2 separate regions of the Triticum aestivum genome follow, and region 2 is linked to region 1. A link is a contact called in public Hi-C data. All regions are on one chromosome and are shown on one strand. Each heading gives the region's core, a stretch centred on a gene start, on an enhancer-like site or on the middle of the called end of the contact. The rest is flanking DNA. Distances are from core to core; before and after follow the strand shown.

Evidence for each region. A called contact is a pair of places that touch in the nucleus more often than the background predicts.
Region 2: a contact with region 1 is called in a Hi-C map of leaf, with 2.5 times the contacts expected there. The contact joins the enhancer-like site here to the promoter of LOC123135707 in region 1. A contact is called at or near these places in 2 of 5 Hi-C or Micro-C datasets (leaf and an unstated tissue).

The regions. Positions count from the first base shown.
Region 1 is chr6B:51,275,969-51,283,019 of IWGSC CS RefSeq v2.1, forward strand. LOC123135707 (probable serine/threonine-protein kinase PIX13) reads right to left here and starts at 4,548. Exons shown (of 6, transcript XM_044554889.1): 1 at 4,243-4,548; 2 at 3,202-3,581; 3 at 2,442-2,577; 4 at 2,196-2,332; 5 at 1,988-2,111; 6 at 651-1,459. The coding sequence starts at 4,309. The coding sequence ends at 993. It also overlaps the pseudogene LOC123135706.
Region 2 is chr6B:51,310,359-51,317,409 of IWGSC CS RefSeq v2.1, forward strand. It overlaps LOC123135708 (disease resistance protein RGA2), which reads right to left. Exons shown (of 8, transcript XM_044554892.1): 6 at 6,338-7,051; 7 at 6,113-6,225; 8 at 5,454-5,801. The coding sequence ends at 6,113. Among protein-coding and RNA genes, the nearest start is that of LOC123135708, 9.9 kb to the right of the region's middle. Within about 2 kb of position 3,438, at least 2 of the 8 cell types and tissues checked have an H3K27ac peak or open chromatin away from gene starts, as enhancers often do. A contact at or near this core is called in leaf, where this site is marked.

The DNA of each region.
Region 1 (7,051 bases), core at 3,298-5,797:
TCTGTATTTAGTTGAGCTTTGTGTCGAAAACACATGTTAATGTGAATCACAAGTAACTGAAGAATTCACAAACATAATTTTAATCAAAAGTGTTAATTTTTTATACAAAATAAACAAGAATAAATCAACTTGTCTAGTTGGTAGCTCAAGGTTGAGACATGATGAGGGCCATTTGACATATTAACTACTCCTATGAATCAATTGATAAGAGAAAAGGAAAATTGCCCTTCTCTTAACAGAGCTGAGACTGATATCTGAAGTCAATTCTTCCCATGAAACTCCAGCAGTAGAAAAACATAGTATTCATTTTCCTTGCTTTTGGTTGGTTGGTTGGAGACAGCAGAATCTAGACTTGTTGATTTGCTTTGACTTGTGAAATCAACATTGCCGGCCAACTTTTAATAGGGTTCACAACTGGTTGGCACCATCACATCATTCACACTGATAATTTATATGCAACTGCAGCTACTGCAACTTGGAACAAGTCAAGTCACCAAAAAATGGTCAGTCAACTGAAGACTAGCAGCAATGCCATGCCAATTCAGTTGCCATTTCAGACAATATCATCATGTCATGTCACTGCACACTGGATTCATTTGGCCAATTCACCATACTGCATTTATATTATACCCATCACAGATTCACAAGCAAATGAAAATGCCGATTCATACCCAGAATGTACTGACAACCATACGATTAACCTCGCAAAGTTCAGCTCCAAAAAAAAAACATGGTATCTATCTACTGTCCAACAAACTGCCAAACAATCATAGAACACCGAAGAATTATTGCCTCTGCCATTTCTAAGGTGTTCACAATATACAGTTACATGATATATCTGATTTTCTTTCTTGCTGTATTTTACACTCACCGTGATCCGACACAAGCTCAACACCAACATCAGACAAAAATTAATTTAATTAGGACATGTATGTACAGGAAGAGGAAGAACGTCATCACCGGCAGCAGATCATCATACAGGCGGTTGGGGATCATCGTGCCTTCGTGGCGTGGCCGTTGGTGGCCCTCGAACCACGGCGACCATCACCGTTGGCCCGTGGTGATGACCGTTGGTGCACTGCAGCGGAGCGTCCGTGGGCGCGGTCCCTGGATGACGTCCCGTTCCCTCCTCTTGCCTCCCTTGTTCGGCTCTTCAGTGCCTCGATCTGCTCGAGCGTCTCGAGGACCTCCTTCATCGATGGCCTGCTCCTGGGCTCACCGGCAAGGCAGTTCAGCGTCAGCTGCGCCGCTTGGTGGGACTGTTTGGAGTTGTACTGTCCCTCGAACTGAGGGTCCATGAGACGGGCGAGCTTTCTCCGGTCAGCCAAGTAGGGCTTCGCCCAGTCAACGAGGCTCTGTTGTCCATTGGGACGGTTGGGGTCCAGTGCTCGCTTGCCGGACAGCATCTCCAGCATCACGACTCCGAAACCGTAAACGTCGCTCTTGACATACAAATGGCCTGGACATGGTTCAGAACATGTGGTGAGAAAAGCAATCAACAGCTAAGAAAGCAACTTGTAAATTCCAAATTTTGTATGGATAACTGGATGAATGAAGCTACCAACAACTTGAGAAGGTATTATAGTCAGATAATGAATTCAGAATCACATATGGGATGCACACTAACTGGAAAATAGTAAATGCATGGTATGAGTGAGTGTATGGTCTTTTCATAGATGGTGGAAGCAGAGGAATGCCCATTTGACATAAAAGGTATTGTTAGCAGATGGAGTAGTTTAATTTGAGAAACTGTCCACTAGACAGGAGCAATTGTCATGGCCCATGAATGGTTGACAAATCTATTTGATGTAAAACTCTAAATTTGGAGAAAAAAAAACCAAAGTGAGAATTCATTTGCTATATGGGGATACTAAACCTATCAGGCATGTGTTTATGCTTCAGTTTGTACCATGGCTGGCACAACGACTGCAGGCAGCATTATCTGATCATATATATATCTGTGATTCACAGGCATAAGGACACATACCGGTGGCCACGTATTCCGGAGCCGCATATCCGTAGGTGCCCATCACCCTGGTCGTGATATGAGAGTTGCTACCCGTTGGTCCAAGCTTAGCAAGCCCAAAGTCGGAGAGCTTTGCGTTATAACTCTGCAAAAATAAAAATGCAGTCAGCATTTGACCTTGATAAATAGACAACAGATAAAAGGGTGCATTGCATAGCACTACACTTACTGCATCCAGAAGAATATTGGAAGCCTTGAAGTCCCTGTAGATAACTTGCTTCTCTGATGCATGCAAGAATGCAAGTCCTCGAGCTGCGCCAATTGCTATCTTCAGCCTCAGCTCCCATGACAGTGGAGCACATCCTTCTACAGAAATGCAATAGGGTCCAACATCAGTATTTTGAATTCAACTGGTTGCTCAAGAATTGCAACTGCTTCCAATAATTCCAGAGAAGAAAAACCACTAATAACTCACTTCTGAAAAGATGGTTTTCCAAGCTCCCTTTGGCCATGAACTCGTAGACAAGCAGCAGTTCCTTGTCCTCCCAGCAGTAGCCCAACAGCTTGACGAGGTTTGGGTGCGAGAGCCTTCCCAGAAAGTTTATCTCTGACTGCAAGTTGACAATCAGAAATGTTCATCAGATACAGCAGCTGCAGCAACCTTTGGAAACAATGATTCTGTTAGACTAAACTAGGAGCGCCGAGTCACGTCTGCTGGCCTAATAGTAGCATTTTATATGTACCAGAGCTGACCAAACAAAAATAGAAGCAGCTACATTGTGATAAACATGTGGGTTATTGGGTGTTCCTGGTCAGCAGTTGTGAACAGCTTATCATACCACTTTCAAACAAAATGACTCTGGTTAGCATTAGTCAAATGGCACTGGCCAGACAGCACAGCTCCATTACGATATAATAGACCTAGCAGCCAGGACATCAGAAGTTAAACAAAGCACACGGAACCATAACTGTAAGCATGTAACGACCAGGAGAATCTTAAAATTGCTGTGATTTGTTTAAACCTGACTACTAATGGTGTGCGTGTGTGTGCAGAGAGTGGACTGTAAACTCAGCTAAAACTACAAAAGTAAACTCATAGCAGTTGTTCCACATGTGCCGAAGCTGAATCGAAGTTACCATCAATCAAGAGCAAACAAAGCTAAGTCAAACCCCCAAATTCCAGTGCTCATCATACTCATCAATTTGGAATTCAGAGAGCTCAAGCAAATATTCACCTGCCATTCCTCGTACCCCTGCATGCTCTCTGAGTTGAGCTTCTTGACCGCGACGACCATGCCGGTGCCGCTCTTGGTGGGGTTCATCGTCTTCTCGTCCACCCACCCCTTGTAGACCCTCCCGAACCCTCCCTCCCCGAGCACGCTGTCGGGCCTGAAGTTCTTGGTGGCCGTCTTGAGCTCGAGGAAGGTGAAGGTGCGGAGGTTGGGCGCCTCCAGGATCTGGCCCTCGAGGAAGCCCGCCGCGGCCTCGTCGAAGCCCCCGCTGGTGCCACCGCTGCCCGCGGAGGCCATGAAGGTGCTGCTGCCCCCCGAGGAGAGCTTCCCCGTGGTGCTGTTGCTGGTGGTGACGCTGCCGCTCGTCTTGTAGTTGGATGTTCCTGTCACACAACAAGCAACACGTTTTTAACATACTGAATTTGATTACTGGAGAGATTTTACAGAGAACATGGGAGAGGTTCCCCTTGTGAGCAAACAGTTTGGATTGCGTCAGTAACATATGGTTGGTTCAGCCTGTCTGATTCATGGAACAGGGAAAAGAAAACTACTCTTTTCCCTGACAAAATACTCGTAAATTAAACAGGGAGAAGTAAGCATCAAGCATAGCATGGATTGGAAAACTATGGTTGTATGATACTGATTCAGTCAATTCCCGTCCCTGCTACTCGTGCGAAGAACAGGGGAAATCTGAGAAGAGGAAGAAATTAAACGGCCTGTCCTGATTCAGTGCCACCAACCAACCCCTAAACAATTCGACAGACGACTGAGTGGCGGACATGAAAGAAGCAGCACAACCTTGAGCTCAGAGAACCAAGAATCGGAACCAATCAGACTAAACTTAAACAGAGTCTTGGCCGAGGCAACAACGACGGCGTCTCTGCGCGGCAGACGACAGAAACAGACCTCCGAGCAGGAACCAAGACACCCCCCGCCGGGAGCTCGCGGGATCCAGCCATCGACGAGATGGCGTGAAAAACAACAGCGGAAAGGAAGAAAAGGGGATCCCGAATCAGGTTCATGGAGGGCCAGATTGGTGCTCACCTGGGCTGGACGGCCGGTAGTCCGCCGCCACATCGGCCTTCCCCGCGCCGCCGCAGATGTTCCCCATCTCACTGCGCCCCCTCCTCCCTCCCGCCGGAGCCAATCAGCAGGAACGACGCAAGAGGGTTGCTTGCGGAGGAGGAGACAGGAGGGAGGGAGGGAGAAGACGAGTATGGAATGGGGGAGAGGGGAGGGGAAGTCAAGGGGAGGCCGTGATAAGTAAGCGGAGACTGGAGAGCTTGCGAGGGGGGGCGGACGCTGCAAACTGAGGGGAGAGAAAGTCTCCGGCTTTGTTTGTTCCTCCGTGTGGCCGGCCTCCGCCTGCCCCGGACCACACTCCACCTCTCTCTTTCAGCTCAAACTCCGCGTGCCGCTTTCCATTTCTCTAGTATATTGCCCAGAAAGGCGAGTCTTCTTCCAGCTGCGTGTAAAAATGTCCAAAAAACAGCAGATGTGTAATCTTTGTTGTTGAGTATATATTGCATGTAATGTATATCTGTATTCCTTGCCCACCTCCTTTTTCCTTTGTTGTTGAGGTTATATAGCCCACCTTGAACATCATATATACGTGCGCTTGCACCGGATCAGTACATCGAGAGTTGCATCATAATCTTCTGCATGGTATCGGCCTTCCTTTGGTCCTAACCCTAGCCGCGCTGCCGCTATCTTCCTAGCTGCCGCACCGCGCCGCCCCTTCTCCTTCCCTCCACCGCACCTCTTCCTCCCATCGTGTCGCGCCCTCCGGCCCCTCCCCTCTTTTCCCCACCCCTGCAGCCACTTCTCCGACAATCCCGAACCCTAACCGAGACCGACCCACCTCCTCTCGCTAGCCACCGCCATGTCTTCCTCTAGCCGCAGCAATCCCAACAACCCCTTCGCCTCCACCTTTGGTTCCAACTCTGAGGTTCTCAACGCCCCACATCCACGACGTCCCTCTCTTCGATCACGTCCCGAGCAAACTCTCCCACTCCAAGGCCAACTACTATGTCTGGAAAACCTACTTTAATCTCTTCTTCCGTGAGTACAATCAATACATCGAGAGTTGCATCATAACCTTCTCATTTGTGACCTCGAAATGAAAAGGCGATTTCCCCTTTGGATGATGTGTGTGTGTGTGTGTGTGTGTGTGTGTGTGTGTGTGTGTGAGTAGCCGGGTTCGCCGAGGTTGCTCCGTGTGGACTATTATGATGGTTTCGTCCGGTTTTTCGCTAATTAACCAGATAATTCTACTTAAGTAATGAGACAAGGCGAATCTTTTATACCTCCTTTAAAAAAAGATACTGATTAGTTCTATTTTACATCCTCCTGGAAACAAAGACCAAATTTTCCATAAAGAAAAAACAATGGCCATATTTACTTTATGCTCAAAATATATTCTTTTTTACTACCTGCTAAACATATGTGGATACTTGGTTATTTAGATAGCGAGGATTCAAAAACTTAGCTCGGAGAACGCTCCCAATGTATGCTAGTGGAAGGCAAAAAAATATTGTGGGTTTCAATTGTGAGGGAATTGCCTAGAAAAAACCTATTCCAGACTGAAAATATACGATTATAGAAATATAATAATTAGTACAATATCCTAGGAGAAAAGGGCATCAATTTCATGTTGAAGTAAAAACAAGTCTATATAAGACCAATATTATTAAAGATGTCATACATCTAGTATCACAAAATTGTTTTTCGCCTTGGTTTGTTGGGTGTGGCTGGAATTGGTCCGAATATCACACCACACATCTAGCCCGTGGTTAATCAGTTTGTTTGACCGAGCAAAGCCAGCTACCTACGTTTTCCTCCTAATTACCACCACAAGTGATGAATGGCTAATTAGTTTGGCTGTCCTTTCATGTCCTTTTCTCCATCTTGTTCCAAAAGCAGACAAGGAATATGAGACTTGACTGATGCATGAGATCTTGGGAGGTTGACAATAGTGGCACCACCGGAGTTATCATTGATGGCGCCAGCTAGAATGTGTCAAACCATGCTCTCATGGAGTGTCAAACTTAGCCACTGTGCTTTCATCCGGTCTTTGATCTTGATTAGGCCAATCTAAAACCATGTTTACGTGTTAACCAGAGAGGGCCATGACTTGGTTCTCCCAGGTGTGTTCACATGATTCGATCTATATGCTAGCATATGAACTTGTGCGCGCTTGCATGAGCAACTATCTTTTTTTGAAAATGAGTATGACCTCGGCCTCTGCATCAGAGCTATGCATGCAACTATTTTATTAATTATTTATTTAAACCTTACAAAGCAATGCATCAGTATGTCTAAAGCCATCATTTTGACGACATATGTCGCTACCCCTATGCACTTGATTAAGGGGTGCAAATTGTCAGGCCGCATACCCAGACCTCACACCAAATTAAATACAACATATAAAGCCGGAGGCTCCAACCAAGATGAATTGTCGGGTCTGAGTCACACACCGGTCCAATGCGCGCACTTTCAGCGGGCACCACATGCGCACGCTGCAGAGGCCATCACCATCCTCTTCCATCAATCCATCTTAAGAGTAGGTACTGATGCATCCACCTTGTGAGGCATGTCGTCGATGCCACCACGGCGCCAGACAACGCCACCATCCTATGCACATCCATTATCACATATCCGTCATAGACCTGCAGCGCCACACCATCAAGACTCCACGTCGTCGATGTGTCACAGGAACCGCCGCTCCACCGCAGAAGTCGTCCACTGGTCCCTCGAGCCTATGCACCCATCCAAGAATGACACAAGGGCACCACGTCATCTGATCGACTGATCTAGGGTTTCCCCGGAGGTAGCGAATGGAGGTCTAGAGCTT
Region 2 (7,051 bases), core at 2,188-4,687, 33 kb after region 1:
TTCTCTGCGTCAGAGACAAGTTGGGCACCGGCCCAACAATCAGGGGCGAGGGAGATGCCGCTCCGAGGAGCGGGAGAGAAGAGGGAACGATAGAAGCCGTCGACATGGGAGCGGATGTCCCGGGGGTCCTGGAGGAGGGTTACCCCATCCCAAAGGCAGGGAATGGTGTTGCGTCTACGGCGCCCGTTGGCAATCGCCTGGAAGTAAGCCATATTCGCGTCACCCTTCAGGACCCAATGCTGAGCGCCCCAAAGGCGCCAATAGGCTTCCTCATCGGTGTAAATCACGAAGAGCTGGTCTTCGAGGTCATAGCGGGAGAGCCACTCGTCTGGGGAGAGACCCACCGCGTCAGCCCGAAAGTCGAGGGCCTGGATCGCGGTGAGCAACACCTTCTTACGCTCCCTGGCGTCACGGCCCAGGTTGGCCCCCCAGCCCTTCATAAATTGCCGGCCACACTTCACATAGAAGTGCCACGCGTCAATAGCAGAAGGGGGGCGAGGGTGAGGGTGGGCCCGAGCCTCGATCCACCGAGCACAGACGGCGTCGGTAAACCCGGCCTGGGAAAGCCAGAAGGTCTCAAACCGGAACCAAGGGGGGATCGGCGGACGCTCGTCCGCGGAGGAGAGGAGCAAGGGGACGTGGTCGGAACAAATCCGGGTGATGGCGCGAAGAGAGGCTAGGGGGCATCGGAGGTCCCATTCCGGGGAAACTAGGACCCTGTCCAAGACGGACAGGGTCGGGGAGGCTTGTCGGTTGGTCCAAGTAAAACGGGCCCCAACCCGATCAATCTCCCGGAGGGCGAGGTCGGCAATGAAGTCGTTAAACATGTCCATCCGGGAAAAGCAAACATTGCCATTGTTCTTGTCCTCCGCAACGCGCAGTAGGTTGAAGTCGCCCCCGACAACCACGGGGAGGGAGGCGGCCGAGATTTTCCGGTGGAGCTCCTCCAAGAAGGAGGCCGACCTACTATGATCGGCCGGTCCATAGACAATGATGATCTCCCACTTGAAGTTGAGCAACCTCTCGAAAAGCTCCATGCTGACGAAGAATTCGCCCCTATCCATGCTGCCCACCTCAAAGGTGGCATCCTTCACACCTAAAAGGATGCCACCCGAGTGGCCCGCGCTCCCACTAGAAGGGAGCCAGTGCCACGCAAAGAGGTGAGAGCTCAACCGGTCAAGCTCAGGGAGCGCAAAATCGTGACGCATGGTCTCTTGCACAGCCACGATGTCGATGTGCTCATCTCGCATGTATTCCACTAACTGGCGGCGGCGGCCATCATGGCCGAAGCCGCGGATGTTCCAGAAGAGGGCCCGCATTAAGGAGCCATTGGGGGCTGCTTGACCCCAGAACACAGGAAGCGCTAAGTGCACGAAGGGCCGCCGTGCGGGAGCGGGTGTGTCCCCGAATCTCCGGCACGGCCACCGAGGGAGGAGGGGCCGTCGGCTGCGGCCGAGGCGGAGAGGAAGATCCCCCAGACGTAGAGGCGGCTGGGGGAACGAGGAGGGCCGCCCCGGCCTCCACAAGTTTCCCATCGAGAACCTCACGGGCTCTGATGGCCGCGATCTGGGCGAGAGGGGGGCCAACTTCCCCTCGGAAAATGATCGCGGAGTCGGAGGCCACTTTGGCGAGATGACCCAGCGGAACAGACTCAAGCGCAGAGAAAGAACAAGACGAAGCAGAGGAGGGAATGGAGGGCGTACCTCCGCCCACTCGGGGATGGGCAGCGCCGGGTGCCCTCAGGGTGGGCAGCGTCCAGCCGAGCACTCCGGCGGGAGGCCACCACCGGGGAGGAGGCCGACCGACTACGACGGGAGTAGGCGGCAGACCGGGGAGGGGGGGCTGGGCCGCTAGAGGCGTGATGATCCGGGCCGCCCCCGCCCCAGGAGACGACGGAGGGGAGGGCAGCAGTCCCGACCCAGCACAGCCGAGGAAGATCTGGGCCGGGGGTGATGGTGCGGCCAGAGGGGGAGGAGGCGCACTGGGGGCCGGAGAGCAGGCCTCCGAGGGAGCCCGTGGAGACGACGGGGCCGGAGGAGCGTCAGGCTGCGGGGAGGAGACGGCGACGGGGGGAGGCGAAGCCGGAGTTGGGGGGACAACCACAGGAGGCGTCCCCCCACCCGCGGGCGCCGCCGAAGAGTCGGAGAGCAGGTCGCCGAGCAGGCCGACCGGGGCCAGCACAGGTGGCGGGGACGAGGTGGGGGAGCGCGGGGAGGAGGCCGGGCAGACCACCAGGCCCACACTGGAGATGTTGCTCCCCTCGGATGGCGACACGTCAGAGATCGGCGGGCCATCCACCGGGGGGCGAGAGGCGGCCTGGCGGCCTTGCCCCCCGCAGACGGAGGGGGGGCGAGGGGGATGGGGAGCGGGAGTCCTCGGACGCCCCCTCCTCATCCGAGCGGTGAGAACGAGAGCAGTGGTGGCTGTGGTAGTCTCCGCCGCCCCCCGGGTTGTCACAGGGGGGCCGACGTCGAGGGAGCGGGGACGCCCAACGTGGTTGGGAGGCTCGGGGGCGATCCTGAGGTCGAAGCCCTGGTCGTTGAAGAAGACTCGAACCAAAGTGCGCAGCTTGGAGGAGTCGAGGCACTTGACCTTGACCCGCACCTCCTCCTCCTTGCGCAATGAGAGCTCGTCGACCACCACCACCTTGCCCAAGAGGCGAGACATCTGGCGGATGACGAGCTCGGACCGCGCAATATCGAGGAGACCGGAGATGAGGATCCAGGCGGTGTCGAGGACAGCCACGGCCTGAGCGTCGAGTACTGGCTTGGATATCTCGACAACCAGCTGGTTGAGCGCGAGAGTGATTCACAGCGCATTACAGGTAATGAAGCTTCTGGGAGGTTGGCAGGGCTCGAAACCAGTTAGGCTAGTCAAGCTAAGCTGCCGGGCAGCACACTGAGATATATACAAGATGGATCGACGTCATGCGATCGGATGACGTCTGCTGCTCGCTCTGCATGTCCTTCAAAGCCCAGATTAGTATGCACCGTTAACAATTAAGCGGGCGGCGAACTTGCAAGACCGGGCTATAATTAAGATGCGTGAAGGAGCAACACAGGAAGAGCTGGAAACTTTGAGAGAACAAGTGACGAAACTGTAGTAGGAAGGGAACCTGGCCCGGCTAGGGAATGAGAGCAACGTAGTAGTAACAGTCAGAAATTCAGTGTGTTCGATCTGGATCGTATACATCCAATGCCTCAACAGTCGGCCGGGCAACGCACCAGTTGAGCCCCTTGCAAGTTGTAGACTGCACAGTTGAGTTTCCACCTGAAAAGGTCCCTTTCGATGTACTCCCTCCGTTCCAAAATAGATGACCCAACTTTATATTAAAGTTAGTACAAAGTTGAGTCATTTATTTTGGAACGGAGGGAGTAGTTGCCACTTGTTTGCTGTGTAGTGTAGGTCTTCATCACTAAAAGTAAAAGGTCAGCTCCTTTGCCAGGCATGGGTATTATTTTTCCATGGAGACGTACGTAGCTGGTTTTCTGCTGTATAGCATAGGAGCAGTACAACGAAAAACACGTGCGTGCGTGAGGGTGAGGCCTTGAGCGATGGTGGAAAGAAAGTGGTTGTATAAATTCGGCAACACGGTTTGGCTTGGCTTTGCTTCGTCCTCATTGTTGACCTGTGCCATCCATGGATGCATGGGTCGGTTGCGTCGCCAGCCCAGCACAACGTCCCGAGAGAACTTCATCGCTACAGTGCACAACAGCGCTAAACAGTGACATTTTATCTACTCCCTCCGTACTGAAATACTTGTCGGAGAAATGCATAAAAATGGATGTATCTAAAACTAAAATACGTCTAGATACATCCATTCCTCCGACAAATATTTTCCGCCGGAGGGAGTACAAGTCAACAAAGAAACTTGTTGCCACGCCCCGGGCCACGCGCTGAACCTGTGGCGGCGGGCAAACTAGCCAATGAAGTGGTAGCCAGCCACCGTTGTTTCCAAAATGCTGTCTTCGGCACATGGGCACTTTCTCTGGAAGATCCAACAACAAGATGAGCACTTGACACCGTGGACTTCAGCCAGGCAGGCAAGATCTAGTTACAGCAACAAAAGATCGTTCAACATAGTGCCACCATTTCATTTGATGAAACCAGCTCCAAAACATATGCCCAGCATCCTGTGATGCCTCTGATAAGTCATCACCCTGAGTCGCTATTGTCTTCAGATGCTAAGCTTTCTAACAAGTCACTTCCTTTGTAGTGGCTGTTAATTTGCAACAGACGAGCATGCTGATGCTGTTTTGCTATGCCCAGCATCCTCCCATATAACAAAATCAGTGTTTTCAAGGAGACCTTGAGAGGCAATCCTTGCTCAGAAAATGGTGCATTAGACACTTCTCCTTTGAAAACTCAATGCAAGCCTCCTTTGCTGATTCAAGACAAAAACCATTTCTCGTTCTTCGCGTTGTTCTCTTTCTTGATAGCCGTTGTTGCGCCGCCAAACAAACCTTTCCACCAGGGGGGGCCCAGCACTTTCGTGTTGTGGTGATTGAACACCCAGACCGTGCACCTGCAGCCTGCAAAATGATGAACCAATCAGCTGTTCACTCCATTTGCAGGAAAAGATCCATTGTTCACATTTAGAGTACGGTATGCGATTTAGGAATAATGATGAACGCAAGCCAAATGGGCTGAGTCACTGAGACCACTGGAGGTCTTTAGGAAGCAAAGCTGTAGGGCGTTGGCAATGGGCCAGCAATAACAAACTGCTTGCAAAACGGTCTTACATTATGGAACGGAGAGAGTACTAGCTAGCAATGTGTCACAATGGGATGCCTCTGTCCCCAATTTGCCTCCCTCCAAACATGTTCCCTCCTATATCGAGGCATCGCGCAGACCGCAGAAAAACAGTAAATTAGCTCTAGCCTTCAGGCCATGATTAATTAACTAATGTACATTGATCAGAGGACCTGCTGGTTTACCCACTCTTTGGAACCTTGTACTAATGCTGAAGTGCTCTCTGGTAAAGATTTACTACTAGTACTATATCTTTGTTTAAGTCCAAAAGTCCAACAACACTAGAACTTAACTAGTTGATCCATGCATGTGTAGGAGATGGCAATTGGGACCTTAGCTGGGAAGATCTGCTCCATCCTCCTCTTGTCTCCAACCAATCAACACGCCAATTAAAGAAAGATGACTCTGTTTTACCACTACTGGAGTTTGAAGGCTGATCTTAGGAAGATTTGCCTTAAGATATCAGTCTACGTCTTTCTTACCTTTTCTCATACTACTATTAATTGGTAGCAGTAAGTACTGCCAAATGGCCCTTGTTATGTCTGAACAAGTTGATTACTATTACATGAGAATGGCCACCGCACTTCAGACATACAAGCCAGCTAAGAAACATCTGTTTTACTGGAGTTTTTTTACTACTACTGGAGTCCATCATGTCGCGTTATGTCTTGGCATCAGGGACTTCGTCAATAGCCCTTCCATTTTGTAAAACTACTGGCCCAAACATATGTATTTCATAAATACACAGAACTGCATGCCATTATGTCTGCAAATTCTTCAGTTTGCATCAACTGATGGATGCAAATTGAAGATAGTCTCCAAGCAGCTAGCCACATTTGTCCGTCAGTTAAAGCTTACTGCACACACATAAAGTGCAGACTACATAATACTTGTCTTTGCCTAATAGATACATGACCAAACTTAAGAAAACATTCAACTTCAATTCCAGTTGCAGCACCAAGTTAGTCTGTTGCTCCATTCCAGGGCTTCTCTGGATTCATGCATTCTAAAGCTCCAACCAGCAGGACCGATGTCAACTTCCCTTTCACCTGGCCAAACCAAGGTTTTAATCTATATCAGATGTACGGCCAATCACCAGGGTTTAATATATCAAGAATTTTATTTCCGCGCATAGTATAGCAGCTATAAGTTTATTTTTATCTGAATCATAATGCTATTAAACAAACTACACAAGAGTTTCAGCTACTAGATGATAGTGTTCTGCTTAACACGTTGCCAGTAGTTTGATATTGCTGGAACTGAGGGAGGGAATACCAAGACTCTAAGCACAGCGCGTGCCTAGAATGAAGCAGGAAAATGTACCAAGCAGTAGTACCTAAAATCAAGTAGGAAAATGTACCTAACATTGCCTCTCTTCCTCTGCTGCCGTTGTCTCTGCTTCTTGTTCCTTGTTTTCATCCCCTAAGCCTGTTGCAGCCACTTCATCGTCCTCCTCTACATCCACCAAGCCGACTAAAAAAACATATAAAGGATGGAAACAGCAGGAGGAAATGATTATGAAATATTAGTGGACCTGGCAACCAAATGAACAAATTAAGATGTAGGAGAAGTTGTGTTAGTTCACCTCCTGATTTGGATGACATGGTGGTCGAGAAGTATTGCGCCAGCATATCCCTTGCTCTGCCGGCATCCTCATTTGCTAACTGGCGCACTTCCCCACTGTAATCCGGCTTCTTAACACTCGGCATGGCTGCATCATCTTCCATATCAATGATTATATTATGCAAGTAGCAGCAGGCATGGATTGTGGCAACTATAGTTTTCTGATTGACAGGGCACGACGTCTCTCCCTGCAGGTACGTCCATGTGTCTCTGAACCTTGCCAGCGCCTTCTGAGCGCAGGTTGTGGCTGCGTTGTGTCTACTATTGAACTCTGCTTTGGAATATGAGAGGTCTTCTTCCTGGTAAGGTGTGAGTAGCCATGGGAGAAGCGGGTATCCTGCATCACCAATTATGTATTCCCCGACTTCTGGTCCATCTAATCCAACCTTCAACTTGCTGCCATTCAGCCGAGCACCCTTCTCACACTCCTTGAAAAAATAAGATTCATGCAAAATGCTTGACTGGTCCATGCTGCTTATCCGTCCCCACCAAATGGTCCTGAACCTCATCGCTGGATCAATGACGAGTTGTACTAGGATGGTTTCATTCTTCTCACGGTCCCAGCATTGTCCAAATGGGATGTGAGTTGTACATATAACACCGCAGCAGTTATGCATATTGTGGATCTTTTCAAACATGGATTTGACCTTATCCATTTCGCTGGAGTCTGGCCAGC